3 separate regions of the Zea mays genome follow, and all the other regions are linked to region 3. Evidence: chromatin contacts called from public Hi-C data. All regions are on one chromosome and are shown on one strand. The core of a region is the stretch at or near the end of the contact, and the rest is flanking DNA. Distances in the headings are between cores, read along the strand shown.

Region 1 (3,277 bases), core at 318-2,817, 220 kb before region 3:
ATAGCATCGCTGCTGTCTCCTTGGAGGTCACTGTTGTAAGCTGGTTTGCCGGACACACTTTTGTAGAGCCCGCACTGCGTCCATGGAAACGGAACAGGTCAGTGGCGAGGCCTGAATCATGATGAACAATGATGTAAGTGATGGAATGTGCCCATGGCTTCCAAATTCAGACAGTTCATTGTTTGGACTTTGGAGTACGGACACTTTTTTTTGTTGCTGGCCTTCGCTTTAGCCATGCAGGATGTTTTCAGCTTTCCTAATTGCAATTGCAATTTCTGAGTTTTATGGCAAGATGCATTTATTACCTGTAGTTGGTCACCGACGGTGACGACGAGGGCGCCGTCGAGGGGCGAGAACCTGGACCAGCCTCGCCGCGAGAAGACGTGGAACGCCGACGCGCCGGGGCAGAGATGGAGGGCGAGAGCGCGGGAGCACCGCGAGCTCCGTACCAGCATCCGCAGGACGTCATCTTGACTGATCGGACCGGACGCGCTGCTGCCGCCGAGTCGGTGCTTGCGGATGCAGAGAAGCGAGCCGTTCGCTTCAGCTTTAGGCAACGATTCAGCTGCTGCACTACTGGCGTGCTGCAAGGCGTGCAGGAGCTTGGTTGAAGCCTGCTCAAGTTGGGTAAACAAATCGTCTGCTTCGTTCCTGCGACCCAGCAAAATCCAGAGGCGTGTCGATACGTTGTGAATTCGCGACACGTATTACCGACCTAACCTTTACCTGAGTTTTTCTACTGACATGGGAAGTCCGTACCTGAATTGGTTGGGGCCATTTCGCAACGGCTGAGTTCCCGCCATTTCTTGGTCTCCTTCGCCCCGCAGCCACCACAGCTCGTCCTCGTCTCCTGCTCGCATCCCCTCCGTCTCCAACGCCGGCGATCTTCTGGACTTGGCAGCACGCGACGCTGCCGACAGCAAGCTCGCGTGGACCCCGTGTCCGACCATCTGGAAGCACCCAAACGCGACGGCGGCCGCCCTCATTGCCTCCACCGCGGACCCTCCATCCCCCGACGGCACCGGGTCAAGCAGGCGCATGTCGACGACAGGCGGCGCCCAGGCCGCCACCGTCTTGTTTTTGTTTCTCCGTGGGCCGGGCCTGGGCCCCTCCGGCAGGCGCAGCACTGGGACCCTGGCGGAGCAGCGCAGGAACCTGCCGATGTCGTCGTCATCCTGGCACTCGCCGTACCCGGACGACCCCGAGCTGCTGCTGCCGGTCAGAACGCCGGTGACCGGGGACGGCGGCGGCGCCCGGAACTCCGGCGCCGGCAGCTCCCGGGGCCGCTGAAGGTAGGTGACAAAGGACGCAGTAGACATGAGTGGTTCTGCTTGGGTTGTTAGCTCATGGCGCTCTACCGCCTCCTCTAGTAGGTCGTGGTCATGTATACACACACGGCTCGGCTGAACTTCGAATACAAGAGGTGCCACCGTGCCAGCCAAATCCTACCAGTTTCTAGTGAATTTGAGTTCATCCTAGGGACACGAGCGTGCGTGGTGGTGGTGGCCAAGGACGACCAAAATGGGCTTTGAAGTGGGGCTCCAAGCTTGTTTGGTTCGCTTCCTTTGTGCGGTAAAGAGGGACAAGGGAAGGCAGTCGGCAGATGACAGCTCGAAAGAGGGGGGAGGGGGTGGCATGATGCAGCATCATTGTGCCAGCCAGGGGCTGATCCAACTGTATCTGTGTACCGTCCGTCCGAATATCGTTATGTTGTTCTGCGTTCTGTTAAAGATGTTCTGGAACACATATTAGCGCTTTTGGTTTTCGTTGAGCTGCTTTGGTTCGTTCAGTTCTGCTTGCACCATCCTGTGCGACTGTACGTGCATTTTACTTCTTTATTTAATTTATATTATTATTATTATGGAATATTCGCAGTCTTTTTCGTTCTGGAATATATTATTATTATTATTATTATTATTATTATTATTATTATTATTATTATTATTATTATTATTATTATTATTATGAAGTTTTAGATCTATTGTTTCGGCAAATCCAGAGTTCGTGAAGCTCAGCTTACCGTTTGGCAAACTTTCTTTAAAACGAAGCTGGTTTGTCAAGCTTTCTGTAGAGTGAAGCTGCTGTTTGATCTGAAGCTATCCCGAGCTTTTCGTTTCTCGCCTGATGCTAGCGCCTAGCGGCCAAGGCCAGATTCGGCAGACAGGGCCCAGGACTGAGGCCTCGGCACTTCGGCAGTCGGCAGAGCCGGCTGAACTCAAAACGCAACGGCGCTGTCGCAACAACATTTCCCACCAAAAGCCGGCTGCTCACCATCATACTCAACAGACCGTTTACAAGTGAAACCGTTACAGTGACATACCCTTGCATCGCACCAACCCGTTGACCGTAGTGTTTCAGCAGCGCAATCTCCGAGTCGGTTTACAAACGCCCACGCATTGCATCAGCCATCAACATGACAAACCCCAGATGCTCTTTATTTCTCTACCGCCTCTTCGGGGGTTTCACTGAAGATCCTCCTCCTGTCGCCTGGCTTCCTGTAGATGTCGTGCGACCTGTAAACGAATACGAGCGTTGATCGATGTCATGGGATCGCATCATGCCTAGCGATGCTCGCAAATTGCGAAAGCATCGACCAGCTACTGCACGATTTGATTTAATACCAGTGAAGTGATACCGGGCAGCAATGCCTACTACCATGTAGCATGCAAAGTGGTTCACGTTTCCAATGTACCTGACGGTTTCAGGGCAGACTCCCTTGGTTTTGGCTTCGAATTTGCAGGCTGCCCATTCTTTGTGAGAAACAGCCTGCCTATCCTTGATGGGGCCTTCTGCCTGTAATTTTAGTGTAAGAGAATAAGGTTCCACACTTCTATTGCATAGAGCAGGGTTACATATATAGACCCAAGAAACCCTAAGAGCCAACAGCTCACATACATGGATAATATAGGAACACACACTCTAACATCCCCCGCAGTCACAACAAGAGCACTGCAAACAATGAGACTAGAGAAGAGCCAAAGGTAGGAGCCGACGAGCTAAACCGCCCCTCCCCGGTCGCAGTGTCGTGAGGGTGCGAATGTTGTGGCTAAAGTAGAGACCGTTGTGCACTCCATGTAGATGATAGTCCCGGATGTCGAGGTAGCCGAAGTCGAGATGGGTCTACGTTCGAGCGTCAACGGTCGGTGGGGCGACACAAAAAGGACAACAACAGCCTCGTGGACCTTCTTACTTCTTTCCGTGTCCAGTCGTCGAGGAGCCTGCCAGGAAAGCCGGCAGCAACACACGCGTCTGCGTTGATCAGGGTGGCCGCCCCCAC
Region 2 (2,850 bases), core at 183-2,682, 140 kb before region 3:
GAGATCCATGGCTCATGACACAAGCTACAGAACGATGGATCATGGATGAGATGTGTGGCGGATGATTACCTGGAAATAGGCCTCTAGTTTCTGCCTCAGGGCACCGTGCTCCCTCTTCACTTTCTGGAACGATCTCATACAACTGCAAGCCAAAACAATCCACGGGAGTAAACGATGGCTGTTCTCATTTCTTGACATGATGACTGATGAGGCAAAAATCTGAAAGAGCTAAGCAGCCAGAGAGACAGACCCTTCAACATTTCCCTGTCCGCAGTAATCCCGGAATGACACGCACTCACTCTTCATCCTTGAAGCACCAATGCTGCATCAAGTTTTGTAACATCGTCAGACACACGTAAACTTTATATAAATGTAAAACAATGGTAATGTGTTCAAATGTCAGAGTTATGTTTGCTTTACATCTGATTCGAACCATGGCATATATGTTTACAGAAGTACACGGAACTACATAATATGAGTTTTTTTCTCTGAGATACCAGACCAGCTTAAAGCCTCCAAGAACCTTGGTACAAGCATACTGGACATGTCATTAGTGAGACATTGATATGCTTCAGTTTTTTCCCCACTTTTTTTTAAGAAGCTGAAGCATGCAGTATTTGTTTCAAAAATGATAGTGTCAGCTTTGCAGGATGTTCAATAGTTAAACCCAGTAGTCCTCATTGTTCACAGAACTATAAAGTAAGGTTTGTGTGCTGTAATGAATCAGTCACACAGAATGGATCGTATGCAACTAAAAAAAATATCCAGATGCAGCACCAAGATACCTGGAACAGCTGCCTTTTAGCTGCTGCATGTATGCATCCCATCTATTGAAATCTTTGGGGTATTTTTCCCTGCAGCAGTGTCACAAAATTTTAATCAGTCAAGTCCAACACTTCTGCTTGCATCATATTTTCTTTATTTTCTGAACAAGAAATCACTTCTCCCTTGCTCTGCATGTTTTACTTACAGAGCCTGTTCAGCATTTGATATTAGCCTGGCCGAGTCCTTGAAAAACAAAGTGACAACCTCTTCCGCGAAATTAGGACTAGCTTCATCCTGCAAGTCTTCCACCTGGCAAAATTGCTCATCTAGGTACCCCTGTCGACGAAACAAAACTTACTGAGTCAGCATTCGACATATCAAAGAAAAACATTGAAAACCATAAGACAGCATGTAGCAGTGTCTGCCATGGATGGGACCACAAGCAGGCATGCTTATACATATGAAAAAGGTCCTTGTGCAAGCATAAAGATAAAGTATTGATTAGAAATATCCACATCGAGTATAATACATGCCTGATCAAAGAGAGTCTTTTTCATGGATGCAGCTTGGCGACGCAAATTAGAATAATCCATTCGTATGAATGAACTAGCCAAAGGGTTGCAAGGCGAAGGAAGGTGATGCAGATAGGAACACACTTCACAAGTCACAAGACATGTATCAACTGGTGGGAGCAATGGATATAGAAAACTGAGCAGGCCATATGCTTATATAGCGGAGGAGGCAGTTTTCTGTTTGCCTACCAAACACAAGTGAAAACTTAGATATTCCAGTTTCTGGATAGCAAATGTGACCATCCTGCGTGCACTGGTGATTTGATTGCCACGGTGTGCACAAGCTATCCACATTTTGGAGAGTGACTTGAATAGATGCGGATTCTTGGAGCCTGTATCTCTTTATAAGAGATATATGTTGGTGTATAACAATCGCAAATAAATAATCATTATAGGAACTTACTTTTAGGAATTACCAAGAGTTAACCTGTTTCATGGCGTCCAGGCTATATATTTCCCAAATAAAACCGATCAAAGATGGAATTAGCTGATTGAACAACACCAACGGCTTTCTGTAGGTGTAAGTAAAACATGATACAATACTGTATTATTATTTTACATGACACCCCCACATAAAAGTAAACACATTTGGGTGAAGATAATTAAGATCTAATACGGTAACTACTGTCGTATTTTCTCACGTTGGATTGCTCAAAAGAACATAAAGACATGGACTATCAGAACAAGTGAACAAGTCTCAGGCATGATCTTAATGCATATAGTCAGAACTCTGTAGATGGCAACCTAGAAAATATGGGCCAATCATGCAATTTAGTTAAGCTAAAGCACCCTAAACAATAGGTGACCGTTTAGTCCTTCTAAGAAAATGCAGAAATCAGACAACACTGAAGTCAGATTGCTACACATCAGTATATTTAACTTATAAAGTTATAATGGTACCTTGTAGCTGTTTTGTGGGTCAGCGAATTGGAGAATACTGCTGTGTGTGTGTTTTATAAAAAAAACAGTATCCTAAGACTGTCTCCAGTAGAGTGTGAAAAATAGGGGACACAGAACCATAGATGACATTGTTTATAGAGAGGAGTTTGAAATAGGAGATAGGATATGGGATCTGCTGGAGATAGCCTAAAACTACACAAGAAATTCTCCAGTGACAAATCCTAGTACAGAATGTAATCACACAAATGGGAAAGTTGGAATAAGATGCCTTTTGTGCCCCTCAAAGTTCAAACATAATGAGGTGATAAAATCTGGGAGAATGACTGAGAACTAGAATAGGGCCAAGATGCTTTACTTTGAGCCTCAGCCAAAGAACAGGACAAAGAATAATTGTCATAAGCCAATGTTCTCTTGGGGCATTGGGCCACGTGGCAAAACTAACAGCCTTTTGCAAAAGGGGTAAAAGAGATTCATTTAATGATTGCTCCGATGATTGCAGTTCACCACGAGTCAACATCACAACTTGATGATAAGAGGAATACAGCATGGAGATCAGAAATTCGAAACAAACAGAAAGCCTATACAGGAAATGGATATTGGCAGAAAGAAAATT
Region 3 (2,891 bases), core at 387-2,886:
GCAGCGCAGCGCTACAAGCCTACAAAGGGACCTTGAACTGCCGAACATTCTGCAACGTCCTGTTCTTTGGTACAAGATGCACAAGCTTCACTGAAATCACGAACTGCTAAGGCAGGTGTTAGATTTAGACGTGTTTAGTTTATAGAGACTAATTTTTAGTCCCTTCATTTTATTCCATTGGCGTCTAGAACGGATTGGTTATACCCGTTGGGGTACCGGATATGAGTAGTGCAAATACCCGTTTTTTTGGATACGGATTCGGGTAGTTTTATATTCGGGACGGATACGTGTAAATACCCGGATACTGTAGCTTCGGATTCGGGTCGGATACAGAGCAAGAACTACCCGGAAAATACCCGGATATTCGGGTCGGATACAGGTAACCAGAATTCGGGTACCTGTTTTTTTTTGCGTAATATAGTTATAAAATCATAACTTTTACATATGAAACCGAATGAAAATAAAGTTTATATGAAAATTGCAAAACTTGAAGAGATCTATAACTTTGTAATACATCAATTTTTTTAAACATATCTTGAGACCAAAATAATTGAAATAATGTCTAAAATTATATCAAATTAATAGACTTTATCATTTTATGTGGGGGGTTAAGGTTATCTCCACGTGGGAACTTAATGTTATATTTTTATAGACTATTTATTAGTATTGATGACTTATTTGTATTTTCGGTCGATACTACAATATTTTAAGGATTCAATTGTATTTTAATGATTTTATATGACAAGAAATTAATAATACATAAATAGCCTCAAAAAATCGTGAAATTTTACGAAGACACAACATATGTCCATATGTAACCATAAAAATGTTTGGATCATAAGATCTATAAGATGCATGTGTTTCTTCCATTTCACTTTCACTTATTTGTATGAGTTACCTATGAAATCAGTGTAAGTATCCAAGTTTCAATATAATTAGTACTTTATTTTATCATTTTCATATGAGGACTTGAGTTATCTTCGTATAAAATGTTTATTAGTTTTTGTAACTTATTTGCAATTTTTGAGTGAAACTAGAATATTTTATGATTTTAAAATATTGCGGTGTTGATTCTACAATGTCCTTGTGATAAGTAACTTTGAAGTGCATGATGTCAATTTTATCGGTTTCCTTTCTTACATTTGATCTATCATATACATGATTATGTATTGCTTAACTTATGGATGATTGGACAATTAATATCATCGGACGAACTAACCGACAATTATCCGTTACCTACCCGAGTAGTATATGTTATCCGTTTCTTACCCGTCCGAATTATTACCCGGTTCTGTTATGTATCTGTCACGAATCTTAACTACATGTATCCGATCTCGTATTAAAGAGAAATACATTAGGATAAGATATAAAATGACTATGTATCGGTCTTGTTTTCATCCCACACACGGGCGTCTCTTACGGTCTTACCCCGCGGTAGGCTGGCTCTAGAATGCCTGTTGGGTTGGGCTGGATCTGCACCGTCCGGTTCCATTCCACCCGACCTGTTTTACGCGGCCCACCCTGCCTGGGCTCGCCATCGCCGAACACACACACGTCGGTCCAAACACGCGCCGTCCGCTCGCGGCTTCTCCAACCAAAGCCGTGCAGCCAAATCCGAAGGGTAGCGTAGCACGGGGACGACGCCATGAGCCGCGCGCTCCTCTCCCACGTCCTCCACCGTCCGCCGCACTTCGCGTACACCTGGTACGGCACGCTCTGCTCAAACCTTAGCCGCTTATATATCTTTTTACTCGCCGTTGACGCTGCATCTTCTGTTTTTCCCCCGCCGTTTGGCGACGTAGCTTAAGGAGTGGCGTTGGTGCCCGAGGAGGAGTGCTCGCTTCTGGCATCCACCCACTCCGTCGTCTCAATTGCAGCGCGGTTGAAGCCGTTCCCGGCCCCACCGAGGAGGCGCCTGCTCCTCAGGCAAGGAAGTAAGTTCAGCGCCTCCCTGTCAGTGTGGTGTTCGACGTAATGCTTTCTTGCGTATTTTCGGGTTTGTGTGGCAGTTTGGCTTTTAGCACGTCACCTTTGGGAAAATCGCTCGTGGACCTGCATTTTAGTGTGGCTAATTCACTATAGAGGACATTTTAATGCAATGGCGTAAGGCTCTGAGTTTGTCCAGATGTTGATGCTTTCGGGTATACCTTCATTGGATATATAGGGTTTGTGATGTTTTGGAATTCTGCAATTGATCAATGCTAGATTTTTTTTAATAGCGATCAATGCTAGAATTGAATTGCTGTAGAATGCATTCTACTTGCTGCTTGCAGTCGTGGTTGGTTAGAGGAAACTGTTTGTATGAGGAGGATTTCTCTAGGAACTTTTATTTATCCATAATGATGGTGTCTATTTCCATGATGGCTCATAGTTACTAAAATTTGCTTATGTGTCACAGAAAGTTTCCATATGGCCTGTTTGGATGGGGAGGATTTCTTTATGAACTTTTAGTTATCCATAATGATGTTGTCTATTTCCGTGATGGCTCATAGTTAATTAGTTATATAATGAATTCATGTTAAGGTTATGATTTGGTTCTGATAAATCTTTTTACTCTCTTTTCTCTAAACCGAACACTGTGTTCACTGTTGCAGGAAAAGAGTAGTTTCTGGTGTACAGCCAACAGGATCGGTTCACCTTGGAAATTATCTAGGGGCAATTAAGAATTGGGTTGCACTTCAGGTATTACATGTGTTGCTTTGAAAGTACAAGTTCCTTTGAATTGCAGTGTATAGGCTTTGCTTAAGTGGTAGAGAACTAAAAAGAACTTGAAAGGAATGAAAATTGAAAACAATCAGAGATTCAGAGTATTAGTCAAGAAACAGTTTGTTCAGTAGCAAGGCCTTTTCAGTTATGATATTTTTTCTTCCATATTGAAATTGAACTATATT

Evidence for each region. Hi-C and Micro-C count contacts between places; a contact is called where the count stands out from the background.
Region 1: a contact with region 3 is called in a Hi-C map of endosperm, with 2.3 times the contacts expected there. The contact joins the promoter of LOC103651217 here to the promoter of LOC100272291 in region 3. A contact is called at or near these places in 6 of 25 Hi-C or Micro-C datasets (ear, endosperm, leaf and 2 more).
Region 2: a contact with region 3 is called in a Hi-C map of tassel, with 9 times the contacts expected there. The contact joins the promoter of LOC100281022 here to the promoter of LOC100272291 in region 3. A contact is called at or near these places in 15 of 25 Hi-C or Micro-C datasets (bundle sheath, ear, endosperm and 4 more) and 2 of 3 datasets of contacts at active chromatin or transcription factors (leaf and seedling).

Annotation. Positions count from the first base shown.
Region 1 is chr3:204,189,559-204,192,835 of Zm-B73-REFERENCE-NAM-5.0, forward strand. It overlaps LOC103651217 (downstream target of AGL15-4), which reads right to left and starts at 1,568. Exons shown (of 3, transcript XM_008676837.3): 1 at 760-1,568; 2 at 306-651; 3 at 1-74. The coding sequence starts at 1,319. LOC103651216 (kinesin-like protein KIN-14C) reads right to left here. Exons shown (of 22, transcript XM_008676836.3): 21 at 2,693-2,793; 22 at 2,233-2,513. The coding sequence ends at 2,443.
Region 2 is chr3:204,267,983-204,270,832 of Zm-B73-REFERENCE-NAM-5.0, forward strand. LOC100281022 reads right to left here and starts at 1,433. Exons shown (of 6, transcript NM_001153941.1): 1 at 1,299-1,433; 2 at 971-1,101; 3 at 786-854; 4 at 251-322; 5 at 70-142. The coding sequence starts at 1,358.
Region 3 is chr3:204,405,812-204,408,702 of Zm-B73-REFERENCE-NAM-5.0, forward strand. It overlaps LOC100272291, which reads left to right and starts at 1,637. Exons shown (of 15, transcript NM_001146778.1): 1 at 1,637-1,704; 2 at 1,803-1,934; 3 at 2,595-2,682. The coding sequence starts at 1,646. It overlaps LOC103651221, which reads left to right. Exons shown (of 11, transcript XM_020550478.1): 11 at 1-251.